4 separate regions of the Sus scrofa genome follow, and all the other regions are linked to region 1. The links are chromatin contacts, called in public Hi-C, HiChIP or PLAC-seq and promoter capture Hi-C maps. All regions are on one chromosome and are shown on one strand. Each heading gives the region's core, a stretch centred on a gene start, on an enhancer-like site or on the middle of the called end of the contact. The rest is flanking DNA. Distances are from core to core; before and after follow the strand shown.

The links. Promoter capture Hi-C pulls out the DNA fragments that hold promoters and counts their contacts. Hi-C and Micro-C count contacts between places; a contact is called where the count stands out from the background. HiChIP or PLAC-seq counts read pairs in DNA pulled down with a chosen protein or histone mark.
Region 2: a Hi-C map of skeletal muscle shows a contact between it and region 1, with 6 times the contacts expected there. The contact joins the enhancer-like site here to the promoter of RRBP1 in region 1. A contact is called at or near these places in 2 of 5 promoter capture datasets (both in liver), 4 of 47 Hi-C or Micro-C datasets (embryonic fibroblasts, heart right ventricle and skeletal muscle) and 1 of 2 datasets of contacts at active chromatin or transcription factors (skeletal muscle).
Region 3: an H3K27ac HiChIP or PLAC-seq map of skeletal muscle shows a contact between it and region 1. The contact joins the enhancer-like site here to the promoter of RRBP1 in region 1. A contact is called at or near these places in 3 of 5 promoter capture datasets (fetal liver, fetal skeletal muscle and liver), 10 of 47 Hi-C or Micro-C datasets (alveolar macrophages, fetal liver, heart right ventricle and 5 more) and 1 of 2 datasets of contacts at active chromatin or transcription factors (skeletal muscle).
Region 4: a contact with region 1 is called in a promoter capture Hi-C map of liver, with 17 times the contacts expected there. The contact joins the enhancer-like site here to the promoter of RRBP1 in region 1. A contact is called at or near these places in 2 of 5 promoter capture datasets (both in liver), 9 of 47 Hi-C or Micro-C datasets (embryonic fibroblasts, epiblast stem cells, fetal heart ventricle and 3 more) and 1 of 2 datasets of contacts at active chromatin or transcription factors (skeletal muscle).

The regions. Positions count from the first base shown.
Region 1 is chr17:26,118,781-26,121,618 of Sscrofa11.1, forward strand. RRBP1 (ribosome-binding protein 1) reads right to left here and starts at 1,474. Exons shown (of 24, transcript XM_021078037.1): 1 at 1,178-1,474.
Region 2 is chr17:26,250,109-26,252,985 of Sscrofa11.1, forward strand. No RefSeq gene overlaps it. Among named protein-coding and RNA genes, the nearest start is that of BANF2, 110 kb to the left of the region's middle. Within about 2 kb of position 1,508, at least 21 of the 83 cell types and tissues checked have an H3K27ac peak or open chromatin away from gene starts, as enhancers often do. A contact at or near this core is called in embryonic fibroblasts and skeletal muscle, where this site is marked.
Region 3 is chr17:26,269,066-26,271,765 of Sscrofa11.1, forward strand. No RefSeq gene overlaps it. Among named protein-coding and RNA genes, the nearest start is that of MGME1, 110 kb to the right of the region's middle. Within about 2 kb of position 1,281, at least 39 of the 83 cell types and tissues checked have an H3K27ac peak or open chromatin away from gene starts, as enhancers often do. A contact at or near this core is called in fetal liver, fetal skeletal muscle, liver and 4 more, where this site is marked.
Region 4 is chr17:26,298,080-26,300,847 of Sscrofa11.1, forward strand. No RefSeq gene overlaps it. Among named protein-coding and RNA genes, the nearest start is that of MGME1, 82 kb to the right of the region's middle. Within about 2 kb of position 1,337, at least 39 of the 83 cell types and tissues checked have an H3K27ac peak or open chromatin away from gene starts, as enhancers often do. A contact at or near this core is called in fetal liver and liver, where this site is marked.

The DNA.
Region 1 (2,838 bases), core at 224-2,723:
TAGGCAGTCCCGTTTTTCACACGTGGAAGTGGACACTGTAGTGAAAGAGCTTGGCCGAGGTCACTCTCAAAGGTGCTAGGCTTTCAGAGGCGCATTCCCTTTAACCCTGACACCACAGCGAGCTACCATTTGCGACCTATAATCTGGGGAGAGGTCCCCAAGGCTTCCCAGATGCTTCACTGGAAGCGCAGACCCCATCCCGCCTTCCCCTGCCCAGGGCGCGGCCAGGGAGCCTGGCGGCCCTGGGCGGGCGCCAGGCCGGGTGCCAGCGTGCTTGGCCGGCCGGGCCGGAGATGCCGCTTCCGCCTGGGCCTGGCACCGCAAGTCCATTCATCGTGGCGCGAAGGGGCGGGCCAGGAATGGCTCGGGGTGCCCCAGTCCCCGCGCCGGGAGCCCTCGCGCCTGGGTTCGCGCAGCCCGGCCGGGGAAAAGGCGCCCCCGGCCCCACCGCCAGGGGGAGCAGGGAGACGCCTCCAGCACTTCGGGAAGTTGCCACCGCGGCCGCCGGGCGTCCGGACCTGGACCGTCCCGGTCCCCGCACGGCGTCCCCCGCAGCCCTAAGTCCCCTGCCCGCCCCGTCGGGGCCGCCCGGACCCCGCCGCGCCCCCGGGTCGCAGCCTGCAGCCAAGCGCTCTCACCCGGCGGGGGCCCCCATTCAATCCCGCCCCCTCCCCCCGGCCGGCCTCCGCCGCCTTCCGCCCGCCCCCCCACCCCCTCCAGCCCGGACTCCAGCCCGGCAACGTCATCCGGCCGCTTCCCGAAACTTAACCCCTTCCTTCGCCAGCTGTGGGCCGCCCCGCCCCGCCGCCAACTTTCTTCACCCAACTTCGGTGCGCGCCAGCCGGCCCGACGGCCCGGCGGGGAAGGAGGGGTGGCCACGTCGCGCAGCGGGGCCGCCGCAGGTCCAGCCGACGGCGAGGGGCGTGGGGTCCACACTGCGGACGCGTTCGGCCGACGCCCCTGCACGGGGTTCGGTTCAGCACACGCCCCCCCCCCCAGGCCTGTCCCAACCCCGAGGGTCCACGGCCATAGCGACGGCGGGCGGCGCCGCCGGGGGAGGGGCCGCCAAGGAGACGTGTCACTCGCGGCGCGGCCGGCCCCGGCCCCAGCCTCGGCGCCCCGACGGCCCAGCCCGCGAGCCGCAGCTACTGCTGCAGGGCCGGGCCAAGTTTCTTACCTGCAGCGGGAGACGCGGGAGGGAGAGCGAGAGGGCAGGAGCCGCCGCCGCCGCCGCCGCCGCCGCGAAACCGGGAAAGAGGAGACGGCTGAGCCTCCGCCGAAAAGCCGCTTCCGAGCAGCTGCAGGCGCCGCGACCTCGACGCCGCCCGCCCCGTCTGCCGTCCGCTCCGGCCGCTCGCTGGCTGCGTGCGCGCGTGTGGAGTCGTGGCACTTTCTGCCTCGGAGCTGGCGAACGGCCCCCTCCGCCAGGATCGCCGCCTCCTGCCTTCCCCACCCGGGCCAGCCATTCATCGAGTCGCCTCTCCCCATTGGTCCGCGCCCCGCCACTCTGCCTGTCGCTGGCCAGTCAGAACGCGGGAAGCCGAGACGCTGCGGCGGCCATTGGGCGGAGAGGAGGGTCTCCGCCTCGGCCAATGGGAGAGGGGAGGAGCTGCGGGGAGTCGCGGGGGCGGGGCCATGGAGGGGCGGAGCCGAGCGGCGCGACGCTCGGGCCGGCGCGGGGGCGGGGCGGGGCCGGAACGCCCAGCCAAAAGGGGGAGGGGGCGCCGGCCGGCCCCGCCCACTCCGGGCCCTCGGCCCTGCTTGCAGTCACTGTCAGGGGGCCGGCTCTGACCCAGCTGGACCCGGAAGGTTCGAATCCCGGCGGCGCTGCGCCTGCGCCCCTGAACCCCTCCAGGCTGAGGTGGCGGTGGGTGTCACCCTGAGCAGGGTTGCGCAACACAGGAACAGCCGCGAGAAATGCTTTATTTAAAACCAGCTAACTGCCCCCGCAGCAGCGCCCCCTCCGGGCCCTGGATGTGAGGACAAGTTCTGCTGGCGGTCAGTCCCGAGAGGGCACGTCGCTATCTTCAAAGATATTTCAGTCAGCACCAGAAGGAATTTTCCTGAGTAAATGGAGGAATCGGGGGCGGAAAGGCCAGATGGTGCACAAAGAATGGAGGTGAACGTCAGTGCACCCATTTTTAGGGAGGGTACAACTGAGGCACAGTCTGAGTTACTCGTCCAAACCACAGCTGGCAGAACAATAATTGCAATTCTATTTAGGGCGTTTTACTCTTTGCAATGGAGAGGGTGAAAGGGCCTGACCCAGATAAACTCACCCACTTCCCAGAAAACTGAGCAAATGGTACTTCGTTACAAGACTTCCTCCCCCCCTTCCACCCAAGTAAGCCAACACTCTTCATAACCAAATAAGACTTTCAATTAAGATAATTTTAGGCCTGCTTTTTAACCATTCTCTCAGTGTCTCTTAAAGCTAACTCTGAACATTGAGCCAAAACCAGTTTCTTTGAAATTAAGGTTTTCTGAGAGGCCAAAGGGCGGCTGCCAGCTAATCTGCTCCATACCACTTCTCCCCAACCCCCTGGCTGCAGAACCTCTTCCTAATATCTGTTTCTTAGACAATTTCCCGTACCCCCTTCCCCTTTGAACAAGTTGTTGGAAAGATGTGGAAATAAGTCATCATGAGGAAATAAAGAGCAGCTGAGTTGAAATTAACCATTCATTCCTATTTTTAATCTCAGCAGTTCCCTAGCACATTAATGATTAATCAATAGGAATTAACCTGGGTTAGCTTTTGACATTCAGTCTTTTTCCAGTGGTGAGCCCCAGCTTGACATGAAAGTCAAGAATCCCAGTTTTGGAGTTCTTGTTGTCGCT
Region 2 (2,877 bases), core at 258-2,757, 130 kb after region 1:
AGTGTGAGGCAGAATCGCCCAGAGAGCTTATTGAAACGCAGATGCTGAGGAGTTCCCTTGTGGTGCAGAGGGCTAAGGATCTGGTATTGTCACTGCAGCAGCTTGGATCGCTACTATCGCACAGGTACTATCACACATGACATGGGTACAGCCAATAAAACACACAGAGGCTGAGCCCTATGTCCTGCCTCCGACCCACTGGATCCAGAGTAAAGACTGAGAATTTGCATTTCTAACAAGTCTGGCTGGTCCAGGAGCCAGACTTTGAAAACCATTGGTCTAGAGGGAAAAGGAGAACATGGATGGATGACAGGGTGACAGGACAGGGTGGGGCCTGCAGGGGGAGCAGCTGGGTGGTGGTCCTGATCAAGGTGACTGGGTCATACTGGTCCTGGGCTTTGGGTTTCACCCATGAATGATGCCCAAGGCCGCAGGCCTGAGAATGAGCCTTGCTGTTCCATCTCTCATGGCTGCACAGCAATGTGAGTGTACGAATGCCACTTAAAAACAGGAAAATATTGTAAGTCAGCCATAATGGAAAAAATAAAAATCAGTATAAAAAACCCAGGAAAATAGTAAACATTATGTTATGTATATTTTACTATAATAAAAATTATGTGTGTGTGTATGGTTTTTCGGCAATTTGCTATTGCAGCCCCAGGAAACTAATACACCCATCGTAAAAATAATTGGTCGAAAAATAAAGGGAGAAATGGAAGATGCTTTTGAAGGTAACAAGAACTATAGAAAAAGCTCTGACCTACATCTGTGCTTCTCAGACCTAAGCTGGCCTCCCCAACAATGGCGAGCGGGTGTCTGCCAGCATTTCCTGTATCATAAACCCACATCTCAGCCTCCTCCAATCACTTGACTTGATGGCTCATGGAGAGCCAGCTGGGAGAAACCCGCCAGGCCCTTGGGAGGCCAGGGCTGGAATTCCCAGGCCATGTTCCCTGGGTGGGCTCCCGCTGTAACCCCAGAGGAAAAGGAGTGACAGGTCCTCAGAGTCCCCTATGTCACAGCGGGGTGAAAGTCTGACTCTGGCTCCCCATCCAACCCAAACAGAAGCCAAGCACTGTGTGCTGGGACACCCCAGCTCTTCGCTGGGAACAGGGCTTGCCCCCCAGTGGCTCCTCCCTGGACCACTGGCCCTGCCTTTGCTGGTTTGGGTCCAATAGGGGCTTCTCTCCAAGGGTGGGAAACGGAAAGAAGGAGATCCACTCCAGCTGTTATTTGATGCTGCCAACAGCTGGCCTAGCCACCGTCCAGCCAGCCGAGTCTCCTCTCTCCCCTGGGGGGAAGCATTAGGGTCTCTACAGCTCAGCCAAGATGGGGTGGGCTTTCCCCTGCTCATTCAGGCCTGGGCATCCCCACTGAATTAGGAGGGGCCCCAGCCTCTATGTCACAGTGACCAGAAAATCAAGAAGCATCAACTCAGAGCCTCTCAAGAATGGCCCTCTGTCCGCGGAGGAGGCGGCTGCGTCAGCAATGAAAGAGGCTCCTCCCCAAACGTCCCTGGCGGGCCAGTGCCCCAGCAACCCAGCCCCACACGGTTTACCTCATGGGCTCAGAATTTCCTACTGAGAGCGGAAAAACACGATCTGGAGCCCGCCTCTGTCCAGAGAGAGGATGAGCAGCACAGCCGCGAGGCTCCCCGGAAGCTGGAAAACGTCGGGGCTCCAAATGCATAAACCGTACCCCCTCAGGCTGACTTTGAAAATGATTTCCTACATCCGAGCTTCCATCACCCTTTGATTTTTTTTCTTTTTCTTTTTTTTTTTTTTTTTTTTTCTCTTTTTAGGACTGCGCACATGGCATATGGAAGTTCCCAGGCTAGGGGGTCCAATCAGACCTGTAGCCGCCAGCCTACACCACAGCCAATGCTGGATCCAAGCCGTGTCTGTGACCTTCACCACAGCTCACAGCAACGCTGGATGCTTAACCCACTGAGCGAGTCCCAGGATCGAACCCACATCTTCATGGATTTCTAGTCAGGTTCGTTAACTGCTGAGCCACAACGGGAACTCCTGATTCTTTCTTTAAATCATAACCAAATTGAATTTTTTCAATTTGGCCAAGAGACATGGTCCTCCCTGACACCCCAGCCAGACCCGCCCCTCTGGCCTGTGCCCCAACCTGCGACGTCTAGGCCCCTTGTCTGCTGGCAACAGGGCAAAAAGACTCCTAAGTGTGGAGCTGAAGCTGCAGTGGGCAGCGGGCAGTGGGGGATGGTGCTCCTGGGTTGGAGGAGGCCAGGGCTGAGCCCAGGACAGGGCTGGGCTGTCCGCTAGTCTCAGCTTCATCATTAGTTTCTTGTTAAGGGGGTCGGGATGGGGCCCTGAAGCCACTTCCTTCCCCTTCTAGAAGGTCCCACCACCTGATTCTCGAGCAACTGGAGTCTCTATATCCAGCAGCCTTGCAGTTTGCCCAGCTATGCAGCCACTTGCATTTAGTCCAAGCTGGGAATGAGTTTGAGATGGGTCAGGCTATTAGCAGCTCTCCTAAAAGCATGAACATTTTGCATCTTTCTTAGCACGTCCATCCCCACCTCCACTCTTCTATGGACAATAATCTCCGAGGGACGCCATGTGGCTGTCGTGGCTTCAGCCAGACCTGGGGCCCAGCCCTGTCTCAGCCACAGTCAGCTGTGCAGGTGGGTCTGCCCTTGTACATGGAAGCCCACACACCATGTGTCCAAATACCTAAATGTTATAAATCAAGCTAACGAGCTGTTTAGTAAAATATGTTCCATGCCCCTACCTGGACTGTATTCTTCCAAAAGACCTGGGAGTCCAGGTTTGAATTCAGAATTCTTAGGCTCCATGGAGATCGACTCCAGCATGAGGCAGGGTAGAGAGAGCGGACCCAGGCCACGGC
Region 3 (2,700 bases), core at 31-2,530, 150 kb after region 1:
ATCCTGAGTTGCTGTGTCTGTGGTGTGGGCTGGCAGCTGTAGCTCTCATTTGACCCCTAGTCTGGGAACCTCCATATGCCACAACAAGGGATATGAGCCACATCTGACCTACACCACAGCTCACAGCAACGCCGGATCCTTAACCCACTGAGCGAGGCCAGGGATCAAACCCACATCCTCATGGATACTAGTCAGGTTCTTAACCCGATGGGCCACAACAGGAACTCTGAAAAGCAATATCTTTTTAAAGCCTTTACACTTGGCTAGATCAGCCATATCTTCTTCGTGAAGGAGTTCAGTCCCACCAATCAGAAACCAAATTCCATGGGAACCCCAAAGGTGATGCAGGCGTGGAAACAGGGAGCCTCAGGGAGTCTGTGCCATCCCATTTGAGGACATGGCAGATCCAGAGTGAAGCCAGCCTGAAACCCAGTGAGTGTGCTTTTGGCAGCTCTGCTCAGGCAGAGGGAGATTGGGGGTGTGGAGAGAGGCGGGGTGGGCCATCCCGAGCTAAGAGCCAGAACGTCCCAGAGAAGATGAAGAAGGACCTTGGGGCCTTCCTCATGAAAGGAGGGCCTGGACATGACTCAGGGAGGTAGGGTGGTGCTGCTGAGAGGGGGCTGGCTCAGCCCAGGGTGGAGAGGGGGTGTGGACAGTCTCTTCCCAGACAAGGGCCTGGGCCCACAGCCTCTAAGAAACACGGATGCCCCAGCAGGCTGGAAGCAGGCCCCTCCAGCCACATTTCTGTCCAGACATTGGCTTGCTTTTGCTGGCCTCCACGCCAGGCTGGGCTGAGTCAAAGAATTCCAGAGGACAGGCAGCTCCTGCACCCGGCCCACCAAGCCAACCTTCCCCCAGACGTGCGGTCAAATTGGACACAGAAGTCTGCACTCTGTAACCTTGCCCATTTCTCTGCGCCCAGGTTTCCCCCTCTGTGTCTCAGCTAAGTGCTCCTTTTGGAAATTTTCAGCCCTTTTATGGCATAGTTAAGGGGAAAGGAATTTTTCCAGAACTCAGTCAAAGATGTTGGCTTAGCTGGGTTGGAAGGGGAGGGCAACCTCAGGGAGAAGTATTAGAGGGGGGCTGGGCTGTTTGTGGGGGACAATGTGAGACTCTGGCAAGTGGGGCTGGGCTCCCCTTGCCTGGACCACCCTCCCCAGGGGCCACTGGTCCTGAGCCTCCTTTGCCTACAAAAGACCACAGCTTTCTAGTCTTTGGTCATCCTGAAATCTCACCATCCCTCAAGTCTCTTCCTCCTGCCCCACCCCCTAGCACTGTCACAAGTGCTCCCATGTGCTCTGGGCCCCTGGGCCCCCCTCCTCCTTCCCGCAGCTTGTCTAAACCTCTCTCTCTGGCTAAACTGGAGAGAAAAATTATTGGGAAAAGGAACTCTTGGGGATCTACCCCCCTGCTAAAGTTGTTGAGAGCAGCTCGGAGGAAACCAAGCAAATTCCATAGAGACTGCTGCCCTGCCTGGACTCCGGGGGGCTTCCTGCCACCGGCTGGGCGGGGTGGGGGGCTGTCTTCAGAGCCGGATCCAGGCTCCCGTCAGATCCCTCATCCCAGACCTCTGCCCGAGACTTTGCTCTCTCCACGCTGGCTTCTTCCTCCCATTGCTTGTTGACTTCCTGCCAAACCATTTCCCTCCTGGCTCCAAACTTCTGTCGGGAAAGAAATGAAATCAGCACTTGGAGAGTTGGGAGGGGAAAAACAGCTGCTCTGAACAAAATGGGATTGGGGGAGGGGCAGCCAAGCAGCTGGATCTTGGTGGAAAAGGAAGCGTCTGGTGGGGGCACAAAGCTTAGAGCAGGAGGGGCAACTCCAAATGCCCAATGGGCCCAGCAGGCACCACGATAGAGGCATCCTAATGGCATCTTGAACTGTATTCTTCAGATACAGACACATCCTGTATCCACATGACCCATCCTCAGGCCATGCCTTGAGAGGTGAGTAGGATATCTTTCCTCTTCATTCTCCTATTAAGAGAAATGAGAGCGCATATGTTTGGGACACACTAGGGAGTAGTGGGGACTATGGCATCAGGCTACCAGGTAAAATTGCTCAGGATGGGTAAGCTCTGTGGCACCACCAGTCATGGCCATGGGGAAGGTGAGTCTCTGATGGCAAATCTGACCTAGAGGAGTTCCTGCTGTAGTTCAGCCATAATGAATCCAACTAGCACCCCTGAGGATGCAGGTTCGATCCCTGGCCTCCTTCAGTAGGTTAAGGATCTGGCATTGCCTTGAGCTCTGGTGTAGGCTGCAGATGTGCCTGGGATCTCACGTGGTTATGGCTGTTGTGTAGGCTGGCAGCTGCAGCTCTGATTCTACCCCTAGCCTGGGAACTTCCATGTGCCACAGGTGCAGCCCTAAAAACAAACAAAACAAAACCTGACCTAGAGATCTGGTAAAAATCACCTGAGGTTTGTTTGTTTTGTTTTGTTTTTTGATAGGCAAGGAATAGATTTATTACTATAGGACACTTGTGAGAGATACAAGTGGGCAGTCAAAGAAGCAGTGCCTGAGATTTAAATGTTTAAGGCACTGGCAGGTCAGCACAGTGCGCCCTAAGCAAAATGCATCTGAGAGCTGGGCCCGCAGGTCAGAGCTTGTGACCTCTGGCTTATGGGTGAGAGGTGATGCATGGACCCCAGCTGACTGGGCCACCGCAGTCTGGAGTGGGCGATGTCAGGCTTCTACC
Region 4 (2,768 bases), core at 87-2,586, 180 kb after region 1:
TGTAAACTTGGGGCCCAGGTTGTTACCATAACAACCCAGAGTCTGTTGCCTGCTGCATCTGCAGGAGCAGAGCCTCTAAGACACAGTCTGCAGGGAAACGGGAGCAAACTGGCAGAGAAGTGACCGCAGGCCCAGTGCCTGGCAGCCTCTGACCCCTAAGGCCACAGTCCAGGTCCCTCTGAGGAATCTCTTCTCCCTTGCATTCCCTTGAACCGCTCTCTGCTCCTTGCCCCCAAACCAGCTTCAAGGAGCATGATGAGCCACAGGTTATTTCTTCCTTAACAACCACTCTCCCTGCATCTGGGCAAGGTTTGCAGGAGCATCACTGAATAAAGATTCAACAAATGAGTGAACAATGAATGATACAAGATGCCGTCATCTCGCTTCTTTCAGAAAGACCCAGGACATTCCAATCCATCTCCCACATGTATCTTAATTAAATGCCAATGGCTCCCTTTCACTGGACACTCATCATGTGCCGGACACTTGTGCTGAGCCCTGTGAGTTTCAGAGGCAGCTCTGAGTCAACTGCCTGAGTTTGATACCTGGCTCTGCCTCCTACCCACTGTGTGACCTTAGGGAATTTACTTAACCTCTCTGTGTCACTTTCCTCACTCATAAAATGGGAACAAAGACTTAAAAAGTTGTGGGGATTCAGTGCGTAAAGACAGGCAAAGCCCTAAAAATGATGTGTAACACTAAGCGCTCTATAAATATTAGATATAGTCTTCAAAACATCCTTCAGAAGCTGCTTACACGTATTATCCCCATTTCAGAGATGGCAAGCTGATGCTTAAAGATGTTAAGTCCTTTACTGAGCTGGTAAGTAGTGGGACTGGGGTTCAAACCCATGGCTGATTCCAGAACCTGTTTGCAGAACCATTATGTCATGCAGTTTAAATATTTGGTGTGCATTTACAAGGTACACGGTGAGAGGTGCTGGAGATACCATTGTCACCAAAACACACCCAGTTCCCTCCCCCCACCCCGCCCAGCCTCCCCATGAAGCCAGCTTCCCAGCTACACGTCCTCACTAGAGGCTGAACTGGCCGGCCCTCCGAGCACTCCCGCTCACCAAAGGGATGCCCATCTTCCGGGCCAGCCGTTCAAGGGTCAGGAAGGAAGAAAAAAATCCATCACAGTAGAGACACCCTCTTGGGGGGTGGCTGGTGTCTCCGAGAGTGCCCGCTGCCTCACTCACAGAAGCCGGCAATGTTGAAATCCCTCTTTTAATAAAGTATAGTCCGAGCTGGAGCAAACCCGTAGGGTGACGTGGTCCTGCCCTCCCCAGGCTTGTTGGCAGCGACCGAAGAGCCTGCCACAGGCAGCCACGTAGCAGAACCAGCCTTCCGGTCCGGTCCCGGCCCCGCCCGCCAGCGGCTGCCCACCAGCCCCGGCTGAGCCCAGGGGAGGGGCTGCTCACCAAGCCCCGCCCCCAAGTGTCAGTTCCCACCCCCCCAGCCCCACCCACTCACCCACCCACCCAGCTGACCACTCCCCGGGGTCCTCTCTCCCTTGGCATCCTCTCTCCCTTGGCATCCCCAGGCCTCTCTCTCGGGCGCCAATTACTCCTGCAGCCACCTCTTCCCTGCGGATCCACACTCAAAGATCCCTCACCTCACCAGGCAGGCAACCCCTCCAGGCTTTCTTCCTTATCCATTTAGAGCCGTCATAGTCCCCAGGCAGTCAAGAGCATACACTCCAGCATCAGACTGGCTGGGTTCAAATCTCTGCTCGTTGGCTTTGTGACTTTGGGAAAGTTACTTCATCTCTCTGGGCCCCCGTCTTTCCATCTGTAAAGCGGGAATGAGTGTAACAAGTACCCACTCGACAGGGTTATTGTGAAACTTAAATGACACAAATAAAAGGCCTGGTTTAAATCAGTGCTTGTTTCCCACAGGCATAAAAAGGAATAATTAGTCTTATTTATTTGTTTATTTATTTATTTATTTTTTAGGGCTGCACCAGCAGCATATGGAGGTTCCCAGGCTAGGGGTCCAATCAGAGCTATAGCTGCTGGCCTACACCACAGCCACAGCAACGCCAGATCCTAGCCATGTCTGCAACCTATACCACAGCTCATGGCAATGCTAGATCCTTGACCCACTGAGCAAGGCCAGGAATCAAACCTGCATCCTCATTGATGCTGGTCAGATTCGTTTCCACTGAGCCATGACAGGAACTCTGAAAAGGAGTAATTAGAATATGGAGGCCAGTCTTCCCAGGGAGACTGACCGTGGCCAAAGGAAGGCCGTTTCCAGGGACTGGAATTGAGATTTTTCTCTAGAACAGACACCATGGAGCAGGAGGTGGAGGGGCCTCTCTCTGTATTCTAGATACCGCAAAGGCACGTAAATTCCATGATCAATGTTTGTTTATTGAGAAGTTATTGAGCACCATCTGTGTGCCAGGCACTGAGCCGATAAAATGGGTAAACCACAGCCTCCTACAGATCAAGGAGCCCTCAGAATCCAGAGGCACCAAGCAACATCTGGCTGAAGGCAATACAGAGGATTATAAGAATGCTACAAAAGTTTCCCCTGCAGCCAGAGGGTTAAGAATAGACCGCAGCAGCTCACTGCAGAGGCACGGGTTCAATCTCCAACCCAGGAACTTCCATATGCCATAGGTGTAGCCATAAAAAGAAAAAAAAAAGTGCTAAAGAAACAGGAAAGGAGCCAACCCCAAGTTCAAGTAGGAGCTAGAAACCTTCCTGGGATGAGGGAGCTGGGTCTCTAAAGAGGGCCACCCGCATGGGCAGAGGGCGC